2 separate regions of the Zea mays genome follow, and region 2 is linked to region 1. A link is a contact called in public Hi-C data. All regions are on one chromosome and are shown on one strand. The core of a region is the stretch at or near the end of the contact, and the rest is flanking DNA. Distances in the headings are between cores, read along the strand shown. Region 1 holds the start of LOC100281766. Region 2 holds the start of LOC100501436.

Region 1 (3,464 bases), core at 362-2,861:
TCAGTCGGCAAGGTCGAAGTGACCGCAGTCACTTTGCCCTTCCACTGACCGACCTGACAGGAAAATAACGTCGCTCGCCCCTCTCCGACTGTTGTGCCACTCGCCAGGGTAAGGTTGACAACTGCTAAGTCTAGCCTCAGGCGCAACAGGAAGCTCTGCCTCGCCCGACCTTGGACCTCGGCCTGAGGAGGAGGTCTCCGCCTCGCCCGACCCCAGGGCTTGGCCTCACCCTCAGCCTCGGAAGATGGCCTCCGCCTCGCCCGACCCCAGGGCTCGGCCCTCACCCTCGGCCTCGGAAGGTGGTCTCCGCCTCGCCCGACCCCAGGGCTCGGCCTCAACCTCGACCTCGGGAGGAATCGCGTCCTCGCCCGACCTCGGCCTCAAGAGGAGTCTCTGCCTCGCCCGACCTTGAGCTCGGACCGACCGCGCCACGGAGGATACATCATTACCCTACCCCTAGCTAGCTCAGGCTACGGGGGAACAAGACCGACGTCCCATCCAGGCTCGCCCCGGTAACAAGTAATGATGGCTCCCCGCGTGCGTCCATGACGACGACGGTTCTCAGCCCCCTACGGAAGCAAGGAGACGTCAGCAAGGTCCCAGCAGCCCCGACAGCTGTGCTTCTACAGGGCTCAAATGCTCCTTCGATGGCCACGACACCGCGTACACAGGGCTCTAGCACCTCTTCGACAGCCACGTTGGCATGTACATAGGGCTCTGGCTCCTCTCTACCGGACACGTTAGCATATTGCTACACCCCTATTGTACACCTGGACCCTCTCCTTGCATCTATAAAAGGAAGGGCCAGGGCCCTCATACAGAAGGGTGGTCGCGCGGGAGCACGGGCTGACGAGCAGACTCGCTCTCTCTCTCCCTCGCGAGCGCTTGTAACCCCTACTGCAAGCGCATCCCCCCCTTGGCGCAGGATAACACAAGCCGCGTTCTTCCCCCTTGTGTTCCATCTCGTGCCAACCCATCTGGGCTGGGACATGCAGCGACAATTTCACTCGTCGGTCCAGGGACCCCCGGGGTCGAAACGCCGACACATGTATTGCTAAAAGTGATATAAAAAAATACTACGGTTGTGTTATGACATTTTGAAACGTAGTATTTCAAAATCATGGTTTTGAAATAGTTTATATCCAAAAGATACCCTAAACATGAACGGCACGACGAGCACCTCCACTAGCTAGCGGCGGCGGGGTGCGCAGGCTCTCTGTCAAGATGTGCAACGACGACGGCACGGCGAGCATCTCCCCTAGCTAGCGACGATTCAAGAAAAAAAAGACAAAAGACAGCTCATACCTCGTAAGTACTCACCACCCGGCCCATCTCATGAGCGACGTACCGCGATCGATGACACGCATTCGGCATGGCAGTGACAACATCGGTGCAGCACATTCATGGCTGCCATATATTGGGTCAATTGTACTGGCTATAGGCTATAGCCAGCCAGTTTGTAACGGCATAATAATAAATAAATAAATAATAAATCTGTGTGCTCGATCGCCTCTGTAAAACCATCTAAGAATTTCTGTGTGCCGCCGCTACAAACCAACCAACCAACCTATGTACAAGCAGTATATAAGAAGGGTACGGTACGGTGCCCATACCATAGCTTCGTCTGTATACCCTATATCTCTATAGCCAACACACACACAAATACTCTCCATTCCATTCCATCTCAAAGGATAGAATAATGGGCGGTCTCTCCACCAAGCTTTTCGTGGTCCTCCTCCTGCTCGTTTGTTACACCGGTACGCCTTCGCCATGATATATAAATATACATGCAAAAAAAACATTGTGTAGATTACACATGTTTGTTTGCGTTTTGCAGGGACGCAAGGCGGGCCGGTGACTATGGTGTCGGCGAGGAAGTGCGAGTCGCAGAGCTTCCGCTTCAAGGGACCTTGCTCGAGGGACGCCAACTGCGCAAACGTCTGCCTGACCGAAGGTTTCACCGGCGGCGTGTGCAAGGGCCTACGCCACCGCTGCTTCTGCACCAGGGACTGCTAGTACTGCCTCGTCTCGCCTCGCCTCGGCTCGTGTCCTGCGTGTGCATAGCCGCAGCGGATCAGTAAAACATGCATGCATGCGTTACCGAATATTTGGCAGTACCAGCAAGTTAATGGATTAAATAATATGTAATGGAACAAAGCCTGTTTTGAACGTGGAACTGCTGAGTGCTAGCAGCGCTCGTGTTTATTGGCATATATGAACTCTATGGCGCGTTTGGACTTTGCCGTGCGAGAAATTTTTTTTACCTGTTTTCTTGTGTTTATCGTAGAAAAAAATAAACCGATACACTACCGAATCCAGCTCTTTGCCGAGTGCTCGGCACTCTGCCGAGAACAATTTATCGAGCACACTGAGGACAACGACTGCTATGCAAGCAGTTCTTCTGTGCAAGCGTGCAAGCAAACCATCTGATTCATTAGATCGTGATCCAACCGTAGGTCATATTTAACACTTAAACCCTTACATCACCAGCTCAATAATCTTTATAAAAAACCCCTAACAAACCATGGTTGTATCTGTGGTTGGATCGTAATCTAATGTATTAGATGGTTTACTTGCACGCTTGCACAGAAGAACTACTTATATAACAGTCGTTGCCCACACTGAGTGCCACTCTCGGCGAACTAAAACACTCGGCTCGGACTAAGTAAGTTTGTCGAGAGGAAAACGCGCGGCATAAACAGGCTCTTGGCAAATAAGCTCCTCTTTGCCGAGTGTCTTCCAGAGCTCTAGGTAAAAAGACTGGCAAAGGGTCTATTGGAGCCACATTCGGTAAAGAGTTTGTCGAATATTTTTCTGTGTTTTGTTGAGTACTTAAAGGGGATCGTAACATGAAACACCTTGGATGTTCTAGCCATTGGAATGGGATAACTTTATTAGGGACACCGTACCATGGCTCCACACGACTAGCATTGTTTTAATAATTCACTGTACGGGGTCCCTACATTGTTTTCATTAAAGAAAAAGGGTACAGGAAGTGTAGGGTACGTGGACTTCGCACAGGGAGTCGAGCTAGTTTGGAAAAATGTTTTACAAGGTTCGCAACCAAAGTCTAATAGAAGCATGTGCATCTATAACATATGGGGAGCATTTCTTTCTTGAACACGTCCTTGCAGCTTTCTATTGCAGGGGGATTCAGATTATCGGTGTTTCGAACCTCACTCCGACAAATAAATTTATTGTGTGTGTTTCGGGCTCCAAAGGATGTGTGCATTGGATGCAAGATTTATATTGATTCGGACAAAACGTCCCTACATTCAGTCATCAACGGCTTACACTACCGGTACCATTCATGATCAAAGCTCGTAGTATGTGTTACAAGCAAGGCGAGAGAGGGAGGAGAGGCTCCTAAGTCTCTTGTTTGAGGTGGAGGTGGTTATAAGGTGTAGTCCTAGTGAAGTCTTGCCTTGGCGATGGGGTTTTGATCTCCTGGTCCATCTCCGTCT
Region 2 (3,464 bases), core at 716-3,215, 260 kb after region 1:
TTAGGCCTATTTTAGATAGAAAAATAAAATTGTATTAATGTATATTCGATATTTTGTAGTAATAGTGTACATTACAACATGATAATTAAGAAACATACATGTTATTTACCTTTTCATTTAAGCAACATCAGAGAAAATGTGTTTTATAGAAACAATATGCCTAAATGTAACTATGATCGATCTAGGGAGATAAAGAAACACATAGGTTTGTTTGGTTGGCTTCTTCCGGTAGTCCGGCTGTATGAGCCAGGCTGGCGGGAGCTTGGTTCCAGAGATGCGACCAATTTGCACGCGTCTGCAGAGCTTGATCAGGGTGCTTTAAGTATTGTGCGAGCCTGATTCCACATCTGCACGCAGGTAACCAAACACACACCTCGCACGCATAGAACCTGGTTAATAACAACCAAACACCAGCTCATTGTATCCCGCGATGCAAGCACCAGCAAATACATGCAACCAAACACATGGATAATGAGTTGAGGGCCTCACCTTAGCGATCCAGCGTCGTGCCGCTGTTGTACGCCGTCCGCCTGTCCCAAGAGGCAAGAGAAAATTGCCATAGCAAATAGCATGGTGGACTGGTGTTCGATCACCATAATAAAAAGAAGCAAGATCATTTCAAATTTAAATATAATAAAAAGCTAGGAATTACTAGATAGAGACCTAAAAAGTGGTTTTGTAGCTAATAACATAGCTCACCAAGATAAGACCAAAAGGCTATTCCCAACATCTTACTCATCTCTATCTACTATTTTAAATTTCATATATAAACTATAAAATTTATAGTATAAAATAATATTTTCCACAATTATATTGGCCATAATAGCCTTAATTTGGCCTTAGCTAGAATTGCACTGTCACGGGATACCAATAGAAAAAGAAAGATGAGAATACATGTAAGTTAGAGTCGGAGTTCATGGATAGAAAGTAAAAACAAGTCAAGATAAAACAATTATAATCAGATAAATAAATAAAATATATTCATAAAAAGGTACCTAAATAACATCCAAATGCTATAATAAGCAAAGTTAATCCGTTTATGTTAGCCAACTTACTGTTTATATTTATTTGAAGAATAGACCGCACATTGTTGCAGGACTCTATGTTTTTGCATCTACTTTTTTTTTATCAGAAAATGATACATGGGACACTCAAATCCCCTTCGTGATTGAAGGGGATTGAGAGAAAAATTTGTTCATTTTCTTTCAAACCCCCTTCAATCTTGTAGGGAATTTGAGTTTTCAAACTAACATAAAGAGATTGGAATTTAGTAGCATAACATAGCTTTTAGTAGAACATTATGTGAATAATTAATGGAGGATGAGGTGGATAGCTTGTATATTGACTAGAACATATATTACTTTAGCTTTTCCTAGATATATAATTTTTATATAAATTTTAATTATACATTTATGTCTAGATGTACAGTAATGATTCTGGATAAAAAAGATTTATAATTTAGAATATAATGTTGTATTGGTACTTTAAATATATAGGGGATGTTTGAGATGGCTCTAGGTTCTAGGTGGAGCTATAGTTTATAATATCAATTTAAATAGTTTTAAAAATATTTTTAATCTAAATAATAAATAAAACGATTTATCTAAATACCTTATAAAGATCTACAACTTTAGCTCTATAATTTTTTAGAGTATCTAATGATCTGGTACATAAATTCTACTAAATTTTATAGAATCTGTCCGACCATAGTTTGATTAAAAAATAGCTTAAGGGTCCGTTCGTTTCGCATGGAATGAAGGGGTGGAATAAATCTGGCTTAGATTTCTTCAATAATTACTATAAGTTTTGGAAATTTGAAATTAATCCTGGTATGTTCCAGCAGAAACGAACGGGCCCTAAGGCAAGTCTAATCCAGCAGCTTTGTACTTTGACCGCGCTGACATTCTCTATCCATTTCGTTCTGGACGCTGCTTGCTTCCACAGCTCCACCGTCATCCATTGCATCGCGTAATCCTGCAGGTGCAGCTACCGGCATCCTATCGCGGCTTCGCTTCGAGACGGAAGGCTGTCCCGCGAGGTGTGGAGCCGAGAGCGGTTCGCCGTCCGAGAAGGGTTCACATCACCTCTTCCTCTGCCCCCCTCCGGTGAGCGAAACTCGACGGTTCCTCTGCTCTCAGTTCGCCGTTCCCCTGACACGCTCTTCGCTGGTCTTGTGGCGCTAATAACCTGCAGGTCTGTCTTCGGGGTCTCCCATTGGTGGCTGCAGTTGTTTTGATGGGAACTCAGTAACCGCTCGAGAGGAGAGGAAAGGAGCGGATGCTCAACTGTAGCAGGAAGATGGGTAGATCCGCGAGTGTAAGGAGACCGTATTTCTTGTTGGGTATCTGGATTGGGGTTGCGATTCAGTTTTTGGTGTTTCCTCGCGAATTGCTCCGCCGTCAGCGCCTTTCCTGAATGGGGGTCAATTTGGCTCTCGGGGTGCTCGGATGTAGAGCCAGAGATTTTTTTTGGGGGAAAGAATCAAATGGGCATATTCACGCAGATCATTAAGAATGGTAGAAACTTCAATTCTAAGGCTACTGACGCGGACACTTTGAATTTCGCGCAGGTTCTTCAAGTCCTTCTGGTTTCCGCAACCATCGTTGTTGCTCAGACGCAATGGGCTAGTGGTGTATGGGGCATGTACTGCGAGGACTTGACAGCGAGTGTAGAAAGGCCGCACAGGGCCTCGGTAACCGATTTCGGCGCCGTCGGAGATGGTGCGACTCTTAACACGAAGGCGTTTCAGAATGCGCTCTTCCACCTCGACTCATTCGCGAAGAAGGGCGGGGCGCAGCTGTTCGTGCCTGCTGGGAGGTGGTTGACTGGGAGTTTTAGCCTGATCAGCCATCTCACGCTATCGCTGGACAAGGACGCAGTGATTCTTGGATCACCAGTAAGATGATTTCACAAATGGTTCCGTAGGCAATAATAATTCACCTACTTTAAGTAGAGTTGCTTCTGTTTTGCCTCGTCGCTGTGGCTTTAGACCGTTGTCTTTTTCTTTTCGTACAGTTCTCACGTATTGAAACTAAGAGAATGTATAATCGCCTGTACATCTTGACAATAAATAGTACCAATAATGCCTCATCACAAGTTTACTGTAAGTGCATCTCATGTTTTGATGAGTAAGTTTCTACTGAAACAACAGTGCAGCCGTTTGGTTATGGTGTTCTTATGAGGATATTTGCAGGACTCCTCTGACTGGCCAGTGATTGATGCTCTTCCATCTTATGGGCGCGGTAGAGAACTCCCCGGCAAAAGACATCAAAGTCTAATATTTGGATCCAATCTTACCGATGTGATAATAACCGGTAAGCATTTATAGTTGCATCGAGCACTTCATACGGTTTTCCTTTTGGTCTTCTGGTGTGTAACAAAAACAAACTACTGATCTGCCTCTTTTCAGGTGCCAATGGCACCGTCGATGGCCAGGGTGCGGTTTGGTGGGACTGGTTTCACAA

Evidence for each region. A called contact is a pair of places that touch in the nucleus more often than the background predicts.
Region 2: a contact with region 1 is called in a Hi-C map of ear, with 1.7 times the contacts expected there. The contact joins the promoter of LOC100501436 here to the promoter of LOC100281766 in region 1. A contact is called at or near these places in 2 of 25 Hi-C or Micro-C datasets (ear and leaf).

The regions. Positions count from the first base shown.
Region 1 is chr7:25,045,270-25,048,733 of Zm-B73-REFERENCE-NAM-5.0, forward strand. It overlaps LOC100281766, which reads left to right and starts at 1,612. Exons shown (of 2, transcript NM_001159453.2): 1 at 1,612-1,757; 2 at 1,838-2,240. The coding sequence starts at 1,700. The coding sequence ends at 2,016.
Region 2 is chr7:25,305,405-25,308,868 of Zm-B73-REFERENCE-NAM-5.0, forward strand. LOC100501436 reads left to right here and starts at 1,966. Exons shown (of 7, transcript NM_001196151.1): 1 at 1,966-2,105; 2 at 2,194-2,316; 3 at 2,570-2,896; 4 at 3,194-3,314; 5 at 3,410-3,464. The coding sequence starts at 2,278.